Linked DNA regions of Zea mays: region 2 is linked to region 1. The links are chromatin contacts, called in public Hi-C maps. All regions are on one chromosome and are shown on one strand. Each heading gives the region's core, a stretch centred on a gene start, on an enhancer-like site or on the middle of the called end of the contact. The rest is flanking DNA. Distances are from core to core; before and after follow the strand shown.

Region 1 (5,295 bases), core at 1,640-4,139:
CAGTACTTCTGTACAAGCGTGCAAGCAAACCATCTGATCCATTAGATGGTGATCCAACCGTATGTCACATTTAACACTTAAACCTTTCCACCACCAGCTCAATAATCTTTATAAAAACCCCTAACAAACCATAGTTGTATCTATGGTTGGATCGTAATCTAATAGATCAGATGGTTTGCTTGCACGCTTGCACAAAAGGACTGCTTGCATAACAGTCGTTGCCAACTAGAGAACGCTGGTGTGAGTTAGTGTGCCTGCAGCCTGGACCCCATTTCACAATCCAGTGAGACATCCATTTTTTTGCCCCTGGAGCTGCACAGCCTCTTGACATGCCAGGTGTGCTCCATCATTCCATGGTCAGTGCATGTGCTGATTGAGCTAGCAGATTTATACACCCTACATGAATGTGGAGATCCTACCATTTGCTACTAGGTGATCAATCGAGATGTAGGTGCTGGAATCAAGATTAGCACATAGTAACACAGTAGAATAATATAAGCAGTATAAGCACCTGGCGACGCCTCTGTACTTGGAGACGCCCCTGGAGAAGCCGCTGCTCCTGCGGCGGAGGGAGGCCAGGTACTCCTCCCGGGACACGGCCTCCATCTCCGGCATCTCGCTGGAGTAATCCTCCACCTGCACCGGTCAAATCACCATGCTTCTAATCCATTGATTCCGTAATAACACTGGACAGTAGTAGTAATGTCGACATGCATGCACAGGATGAGGATGATATGAAACGCAAACAAACTTCGACGGCCAGTTACTGCTCCTGCTTTTGCTTACGACCACGCATTAATGGAGCCTAGTCTTGTCCGCGTTTGTATACATATAATAATAATGCCATGTTTTCCTACTACTACTACTACAAGTCGACAGGGGTTGTGAGCTCATTGCTCAGTGTCACCTTCATTTGCTACTACTAGCAACTGCCTGTCTCGTACTCTCTCGTTCATAAATATTTCAGCAAAATTTAAAGAAGAAAAAAACAACCCATTATTTCCCCATCAGCAAAAGTTAAATGCTTTTGTTGCCATGCATGAACAGGAGGATATACAACATCCTGGCTGTGTCGTGCTAATTAATCTTGGTGCAAGCAATGCCAATCCTTGCCTTTTATGCATATATCAGGAACAGACAGTTCTTAGTACAAGTAGGGACAGTTCCTAGTTTTTGAGCAGACGAGCAGTGCAGGAGGAACTTACAGGGAAGTTGAGCAGAGTCTCAGGACCCCAGTACTTGAGAGCTGCGAGGTCATAGGCACGAGCAGCTGCCTCCTCGCTGTCATACGCCCCTGCAGATCATGCACAATTGACAAATTAATCCCCCCGGCTTTAAGACAAGGACGCAGATCACGGCATGATCTGGCGACAAGTAACATGAAACGAAATCTGGCAACCAAGAGATATATTCGAGAGCAGAGGGCTTTGCTGTGGGAGTGGGACTTACCCAGGTAGACTATTGAGGTGATGCAGCCAGCAGTAGATCACAGGCACATGCAGATCACCGGCGCCAAGGGGACCACCATCGCCAAAGATTGAAGAAAAAAAATGGAGATAAACAAAGCCTGATCAGTATGTCAGCCTTAAAGAAATTCGGCGCACTTTCAAAGAGAGAGAAAAAAAGGATCGCTGTACTGTGGTACTGGGCAGATGCATCAGGAATTCAGCATCCTTGCATAGGACACAAAGGACCTCAGTTGGGTTCCTAGTATTGGGTTTTGTTTATGGTCGTAGTACCACCATTGCTGCTTAATCCTCGTATTAAGATTTAAGACTGGTTTTGTTCCTCTTTTGGGAGAGAATACCGAACAGGATGAAAACGGATGGATTCTTGATGATGATGATACTCGGAAAGAAGTACACACCTTGCCTGCCTTTCTTCTTGTTGTGGAGCGCGGCGAGGCAGTGCTTGTCCCAGAGATGCGCCTCGAACCTGCCCGTCCACCTGTGCCTGCGTTGAGACAGCACGCACGCACGCACGCATGCAGCGCGACGCGTGTGGATGTTGATGAGATTCCAGTTTTCTTTTTCTTTTTTTCATGGAACAGGAGAACTGGAGACAGGAGTAATGCGGATGGACATGCTTTTCTACTTCCTAGCTATCGGAATTCAGAAAACGACCTGCCTTTTCTTCTTTCTGAAAGCGATGCGCGGAAAATGGAGCAGGAGCAGGGACGAAAGGGGCGGCATGGGCTGGGCTGAGGAAACAGGGAGCAGAGGAGCTTGCCGCGGCACGTTCGATCGAGGAGCGGTGGAACGAGCAGGGCGGCGGCGGCGGCGGATGTGACATGCAGCTGAAGGTAGATTTCGCGCTGCAAGGCGATCGGAGTTGTGGGGGGAAGCGCAGCTGCGGCCTGCGGGGCGGGAGTGGAGTGGAGATGGGATCGGACGGAGCTCCGTTGGCGGTGAGTGAGAGAAGAAGCGAACTTTACGGCAATGCAGGATCCGCGGCGGCGGGCTGCTGTCGGGCTGTGGGTGGGTGGGTCGGATGGGATCGGGACGAGGGAGCCGTGGGCCGCCGGCGGCCGGAATCAAAGCGGTGGAAATGGAAGGGAAGGGAATGGAAGGCATGCATGCGATAGACGCGTACCTGGTGACTCCCCTGTAGACGGAGCTCCTCTTCCCCGCGGCGGCGGCGGCGGGGTCCTTGCGGATCCTCTTATTAGGCTCGGCGCCGGCCTTGGCCGTCGCCGCCCTCCGCCTCTTTCCGGGAGGGACGAGGACGGTGTCCGCGGAGACGGAGGACGAGGAGGAGGACGGCGACGGTGGCGGAGGAGACTGCCGTTGAGATCTCTCCATGTCCGTGGTCTCCGTCCCCCCTCCTCCTCGATGAACGGTGGTGGTGCAGCGCGGACGCGGTTGTGCAGGGGAGCCGGTGGTGAATCTGACTGGCGGCGAGGCGGGGGAGGAGGAGGAGGAGGAGGAGGACGGGGTTTTTATAGAGCGGTGGCGGTGGGGGGTTTTTGCGTTGCGCCTCTGTGCCAACTGCCATTGTTGTTGCGTGGCGCGTGCTGCTTCCCGTCCCGTCCGTCTGGCCCGGCCCCCCCGTTGTGCTCATGCAGTCTTGCCTTGCTCGTGCTCGCCTGGCATCTCGCCATCTCTGTGCCGCCTACTCCTACGTGGCACGCCGCCGTGAGGAGGCAGGGGACAGGTGGACGGACACGGACGCGCCTCCACCTGCCAGCCACCTGCGAAGGGTAGCGTCGCAATGCAACGGCAGTGCGGTTGCGTCAGCAGCAAACACATGTTGGACGCGCCGTGTCCAAATGGCGCCAACCGCCGGCGCGCCGCCGCGCTTGCAGTCCCAAGGCGGGGGGTTGTCCTCTCTGCTCTCTCCGACGCGCGCCGGCGACACCTGTCGAAGCAGAGCAGGGCATGGGGCGCAAGCAACAAGTAGCCAAGATCAATCATCAAACAAAACGTTGAATTCAAACCACCCCCGTGCTGTGCTGTGCTGTCCAGCTGCTGAGTTAAACGATAATCTACTTACTGTTTGGAACACAATTTTTCCCCTCATCATTGAGCAGAAAGCTTCGTGAGAGGAGAGAGTTTCATTCATATAAAACTCTGAACTTCCTTTGGAATGCGTGATTTTTTTTATTTCTTGCGTTTTTCTATAAAAATAAGCTGATTCATGTGAAACTAAAGGGGTGTTTGGTTTCTAGGGACTAATGTTTAGTCTCTTCACTTTATTCCTTTTTAGTATATAAATTGCTAAATATAGAAACTAAAATAAAGATTTAGTTTCTATATTTGACAATTTTGGAACAAAAATAGAATAAAATGTAGGGACTAAACATTAGTCCCTAGAAACCAAACACCCCTTAAATCATTAAGGAACTATTTGTTTACAGGAATCAGTTCATTTTCATAGAAAAAACACAGAAAACAGAAAAATTTGCCACAGTCCAAAGGAGGCCTGACTCCTCTCAGGCCGTCTCTAGGATCTCTTCTATCTCATCTTCTATCTCTTTACATATTTGAAACTTAACTTTATAAACACAGTGTTATCTACAATGTCATGTTCCCTATTTACACGATCTATCAAGGACAGGCTTATAGACTTCCCACGTGAAATCCCTGGGTTCCATACAAACTAAAGTTCTATTTGAATTCTATAGTCGTTATTGGTTAGCTACTAAGTAATAATTAGCTTCTCCGGATGCAGCTAATATAATCTGTCTACTTATTAGTTGCATGCAGTTAACAGTTAGCTAGCTAATATAACCTGTTGTTTGGGGGACGTCGAGAGCTGTGATCTTTTTCCTATGCCAAACGCATGATGCATCAGCAGACGATCAGCTCTGAAACTTTCAGACAAAGCGTGGACGCTCGAATCACATCGCTTGCTTGCAACGACGCGCCACACGAACGGGTGCACTGCAGCTGCAGGCGAGCGCGTGTTTGGTTTAGTAGCTAACCCTAATGCCTGTTTTCCCAGCTACTACTTGATGGAGTTGGTCAAGTGAAAACGTACGCCACGATTAATTAGGTCGCCGGATTCTGCAGCCACCACAAGCAAATTCCAAACCTTTCTCCACCGTTGTAGCTAGTATATGAATATAGATAGATATATGCACTGCTGCTTGCTTGCAAGTTACAGTACCTAGCTAGCTGACGATCATATACAGGTGCGGCCAGGGTTCAGAAATATCGGTTGCCCGCCAAAAACCGTCAGAACCGATTAGCAACAAATCATAATTAATCGGCTTAAACAGATACAAACCGGTTGAATTTAAATTCAAACCAAACTTTGAATTTGCTCGATTTTCAGCCGATTTATCTATCGATACAACCGATTAATCGTTCGACGATAAACCGACAACAGGGAGGGGGGAAACCAAGTCCCCTATTTTTTGTCAAATAAAACACATTATACTTACAAAAATTCAACAAAAAGTGTCCAAATCTTATTATAAATCCAATAACAATTTATCAGTTCAAATACTTTACATGTCACGAGTCCACCAACATTCGGTAGTACTCAGGCTCCTCCTAGGGTACATCCACCTCATAGGTTACTGAATCACTTCATCAACCGGATAATTAACATAGAGAAGGGGTAAAGACAAACCTTGTCTATCACTGCCAGAATGTGGGTCCAATAGGCTTAATGTAGGCCTTAGTATCTCATCCCTATGACCATGGTCCTCGCTCCTCCGGTGCGTCGTGATCTTGGCCTTGTGTAGCGCACTCTAACTCGGACTCCCCTACAAAGTTATGAAAATATGGTTACATATCAATCACTAATTTAGGTCTAGTTTGGTTACTCTAGTACTGTCGGGTACCGTAA
Region 2 (4,802 bases), core at 274-2,773, 460 kb before region 1:
ACAGAGCATAATCCATAAACTAAAACTAGCTATTCCAATCAAATATCATATGAAACGCATCACAGCCATGTCTGCCAAGATTATATCATTCTGACTTTATGTTTACATGATCTAAATTAATAGGGTTGATTCTGCATTTTTTATCTACAAAACATATGGTTTTGCAAATTGAAAGTTAAGATTCTACGGTTGTGACAGTACATGTTTTAGAATCAGTGGTTTTAAGAACCTTGCATCACCAACCTCGCTACCAAAATGAACTTCCATAATCACCAAAGCAACTAAACTTTGGTAACAAAACAGAGAGTATATGCAGGTTCATACCATAAGACAGGCTGATCGATGAATAGATGAGCAATATTGACTTACCACTCAATTGTCACATTTAACATAAACTCAAGCTAGCAAATGGAGAGTGAAAACATTCAAAATTGTACTGTATACTTGCCTTCACTTAGATTTGTAGAGTTTAAAGACACATTTCCTATCAATTCCCTAGTGGATCAGAGCAACAGGTGCAAGTCAAGCAAAATCACTTTAGAAGGCATTGATACCACAAGGTTACTTTATCTATTACTACCAAAGTACCAAGTACCAAAAATGCAACTACTCTATCTATATATATAGTTGAGCAATTCATTCAACTGAATTAAACAGATTGGTACTACCGTAGGTGAATATAAACAGACAAACAGATACAAAGACAAATTGAAGGCAGCTGTTACACAACAAAACCATTAGGGGACAATATCATAATTCTCAATACTGGAATGATGAAAATCATAATAGAGGGACTAGCCAAAATAGTCTTCATAATCTCTCACATTAATTTCACATTGCAAACAAGGTTTCAGGCTAGGCATTAAAGTCTAAACATTATGGTAAAGCAGCAGCTAGATATAGAACCAGATAAGCAGATCCATTGATAGGAAATAAAGCGAAGAACACCCACAACGATCTGAAAAATCGAGATGGAGCAGGCAGCCGCTCAACGGTACGACTTCTGGAACCTGGCGCGGGCACCACGTCCGCCGAACTTCTTCGGCTCGCAGCGCCGGGGGTCAGCGACGAGGAGGGTGCGATCGTAGCGGGTAAAGATGTCCTTGATCTCCTTCTTGGCGGCCTCGTCGACGTACTTCTGGTAGTAGGCGACGAGCCCCTTGGCGACGGCCTGGCGGATGGCGTAGATCTGCGACGTCTTCCCGCCGCCGCGGACGCGGATCCGCATGTCGATGTCCTTGAACCGGGACCGCCCCGCCAGCAGGATGGGCTCGAAGGCCTTGAGGCGGAGCATCTCCGGTCGGATCAGCTCAATCGGGACGCCGTTCACCTTGATCAGGCCGCGCCCCGGCTTCGTGTACGCGACCGCGACGGCGGTCTTCTTCCGCCCGAAGCACTGGGCCGTGCCCGGGGTAGGGCGGCTCAGCACGGTCATGGTTGGGGTCGTGCGGGATTCGCGGCGGCGGTAGGGTTTTGGCGGCTCGGGGTGCCTGGAGAGAGAGTGGATTGGCCTTTATAGCCACGAAGCGTTTTGTCTGGTGCCGCCGCGGCTGTTAGAACGGTATGCGGCCCGTGGAGCGTTTGAGATCTAGACCAGAGTTGTTTTGGGGGCCCATTTGTGGTTAAATAAGATAATTATTGGGCCAGGCCTCTAGAGGCTCATGTCTTGTGATAAAAGGCCACATGGGAAAGGCCAGTCGTCTAGCAGTGTCGTGGTGGTCGGAGTCGCCGCCACTCCTCTACATTAATATGGAGAAAATTTTGGAATTGTGTTATTATGAAAAATGGGTTTCGCCACTGTTGAGGGTCTACCTTGCTGAATGTTCTCAAGACACCTCTTCTTCGATGTAAACTAATGTGTTTCAGGCTAAATTGAAGAATAGACGAAGCTAGCCTTCAGTCGAAGCAATGAAAAGAAAATTTTGTCCACATGCATACAAGCGACGAAGGCGCAAGCCAAAGTCGTTAGCCGACATGGAGAAAACTTCGAACGCAAAGTGACGAAGGAGGAGTACAAGACTTGTACAACAAGAAAGAAAGATAAAAGACAGCAATGTCATGTGTCATTTGTAAATCATGTGTGTAAACTTTATAGGCATAATTGTAATAAACTATGAAGTTATTCAACTTGCATATAAATAGATGAACAGTACCCTACATAAAGTACTTTTTGAGGGCCCTAGCTTCGTTCTTCTTAGCCTTTGAAGCACCTTTAAGCTATCTTGTGATAAGAAGTTGAAGGTATGTTTGTAAATGTATTTGATATGACGGAATATGGAATAAAAATACTAAGACATACGAGATGAGTCTTTTATGTCATTTTCTATCATCTTTCTATTTAAACATTGTTCTATTCACACCCTTCTTCTTACTTACGTCCTTAAGTTATCCCTTTGGAGAAGTGATAATTTACGAACGAAGGTTTGAATTTAACTTGTGTTGCGTTGTTTTCGATGCCATGTAGCAATTGAAAACGAGTATTCAACATTGGCACCCACCTCTGGTGATTCCACGACCGCAACAACCCCATCATGCCGCTGAAGAATACAGTGGCGACTGGCTCTATCCTTAGGACCTAGGATCCTAACCATGGGGATGAAGCTCTCCTTATGATGGTAAGGAATCAAAAGAGGAAGGCCATCAGGCCAGAACCGTAAGACGAGGAGCTTGATTGTGAAATCAACAACCTCGAATCAATCCACCACCGAATGGAGAAGCGCAAGGAGAAGGTGCTTCCTCTCTCTAAGCTTCAGAAGAAGATTAACGAAGCAACTGAAGAAATTTGTAACATTGAAAGTGCAAGATCAGTATAGTTACAAGGACCATAACTATGAGGGTCGTAACCATGACAATTTTCATCACGAGCCATTCAACCTCCAAGATTTCCTTTATGATGAAGCTTCACCACTGACACCAAAGTTACAGGCAACACCTTGGCCACCAATGTACAGACCTCTTACACTATGATGGTCTGTCTGACCTGAAGCAATTCCTCATGAGTTACGAAACTACCATATCTTCATACGGTGGCAACTCAGCAGTCATGGCAAAACCCTTTGTAATGGCGATCAGAAATGTGTCCTAGACTTTGTATTCATCGCTTCGGCCAAGGAATGTCACTTCATGGCAGAAGCTAAAAGAAATGCTTCTCACCAGCTTTGAGGGTTTTAGTCAAAGCATGTTACTACACAAGTCATGTTCCAGTGCACCTAAGATCCAGATGAATACCTTCATTCATTTGTCTGAAGGTTCCAACGTCTTCGGGTCTATGCGCCAGCAGTCCAAGATGACATCGTCATTGAAGACATCATCAAGGGGCTCAGGCCAGGATCAGTAGCTCAATATTATGCAAGGAAACCTCCACATTCTCTTGAGAAGTTGCTGCAAAAGATGGATGAGTACATAAAATCTAACAACGACTTTTGCCAAAGAAGAGAGGAGTTACACAGATACACCGAAGACACCAAGGGCTTCGAGGGAAGATTTCACCTAAGGCGTCTCCGAATCATCCATAACCTAGTGCAAGGTGAAGAAAAGATGACCCAATCTTAGGGTCAATCAGGCCAACAACAAGCAAGCTCTCAGAAGGAGCCTTCTCATGGCATGTTTCGTCCGCTGGCCCGAGAGAAGGACAGGGAGGCCGAAGCTTCGGTGGCAGGTCCAATGCACCTCCAAGAAAGTCGTTCTGCTTATTTTATGGTGAAGATAAGGCCCACACTACAAGAACTTGCCACCACACCATCAACATCTCAACCTTCTTAACTGAAGGAGGTATTTAGTACATCTTCGTACTGCTCACCGTACATTCCATAGTATGTACATCCTCAATCACAAGAGTCAAGGTTGTTTCAACCTTCGACCTCAAATACTTTGAGTAACCCTGTTATGAGCATGTGGACGTCATTTTCTACCTTCATCCAGGGACTACCCCCTCACGATCAAGTCCCTGCTGGTCAACCCAAATTCCCAGTGTAAGTCATGCAACAAAGGGATAGAAGGGAAACCTTTGAAGCTCCTACTGTTAACAACACGGTCCAGAGACCAAGCACACATACTGAGGAGCCCTAAGGGGCTGGGAAAGAAGACCCAAAGCTATCAAGAAGAAGCTATTACGCATTTATGTTTATTTGCAAAACTTTTTTCACATTCTGCAATCCAATGTAATAATGAGTTGGTACCTTCAAGTTCAATGATTTAATCACCTAAGTTACGGTGAAAAAGCTCCAAAGTCGTTCCTAAGGGAATGCAGAGCTCCGATTTAATCACCTAAGTAATGGTGAAAAAGCTTTAAAGTCGTTCCTAAGGGAATACAGAGCTCTGATTTAATCACCTATGTAATGGTGAAAAAGCTCTGAAGTCATTCCTAAGGGAATGTAGAGCTCCGATTTAATCACCTAAGTAACGGTGAAAAAGCTCTGAAGTCATTTCTAAGGGAATGAAGAGCTCCGATTTAATCACCTAAAGTAACGGTAAAAAAGCTCTGAAGTCATTTCTAAAAGAATGTAGAGCTCTGATTCGATCACCCAAGTAACAGTTTAAAAAGCTCTGAAGTCGTTCCTAAGGGAATGTAGAGTTTTGATTTAACCACCCAAGTGGTGGTAAACATGCTCTGAAGCTATTCCTAAGGGAATGCAGGTAGAAACTTAGCTATGTCAAAGCTGTTTCTACGGAATACATTCTTTTGTAACGTGTGAAAAGAAGGAAATGTGTTTTTTTGCCTAAAAATGCATGTTGAGTAACTTTCACACATCACAAAGGAAAAAGTAAGCCAACAAAATTAAAGCAAAGAAATATGTTACATT

The links. Hi-C and Micro-C count contacts between places; a contact is called where the count stands out from the background.
Region 2: a Hi-C map of ear shows a contact between it and region 1, with 2.1 times the contacts expected there. The contact joins the promoter of LOC100283242 here to the promoter of LOC100217237 in region 1. A contact is called at or near these places in 3 of 25 Hi-C or Micro-C datasets (ear, leaf and tassel).

What each region holds. Positions count from the first base shown.
Region 1 is chr2:153,660,020-153,665,314 of Zm-B73-REFERENCE-NAM-5.0, reverse strand. LOC100217237 reads right to left here and starts at 2,889. Exons shown (of 7, transcript NM_001143592.1): 1 at 2,593-2,889; 2 at 1,868-1,953; 3 at 1,450-1,458; 4 at 1,206-1,294; 5 at 512-636. The coding sequence starts at 2,801.
Region 2 is chr2:154,118,462-154,123,263 of Zm-B73-REFERENCE-NAM-5.0, reverse strand. It overlaps LOC100283242 (40S ribosomal protein S16), which reads right to left and starts at 1,523. Exons shown (of 1, transcript NM_001291545.2): 1 at 789-1,523. The coding sequence starts at 1,435. The coding sequence ends at 989.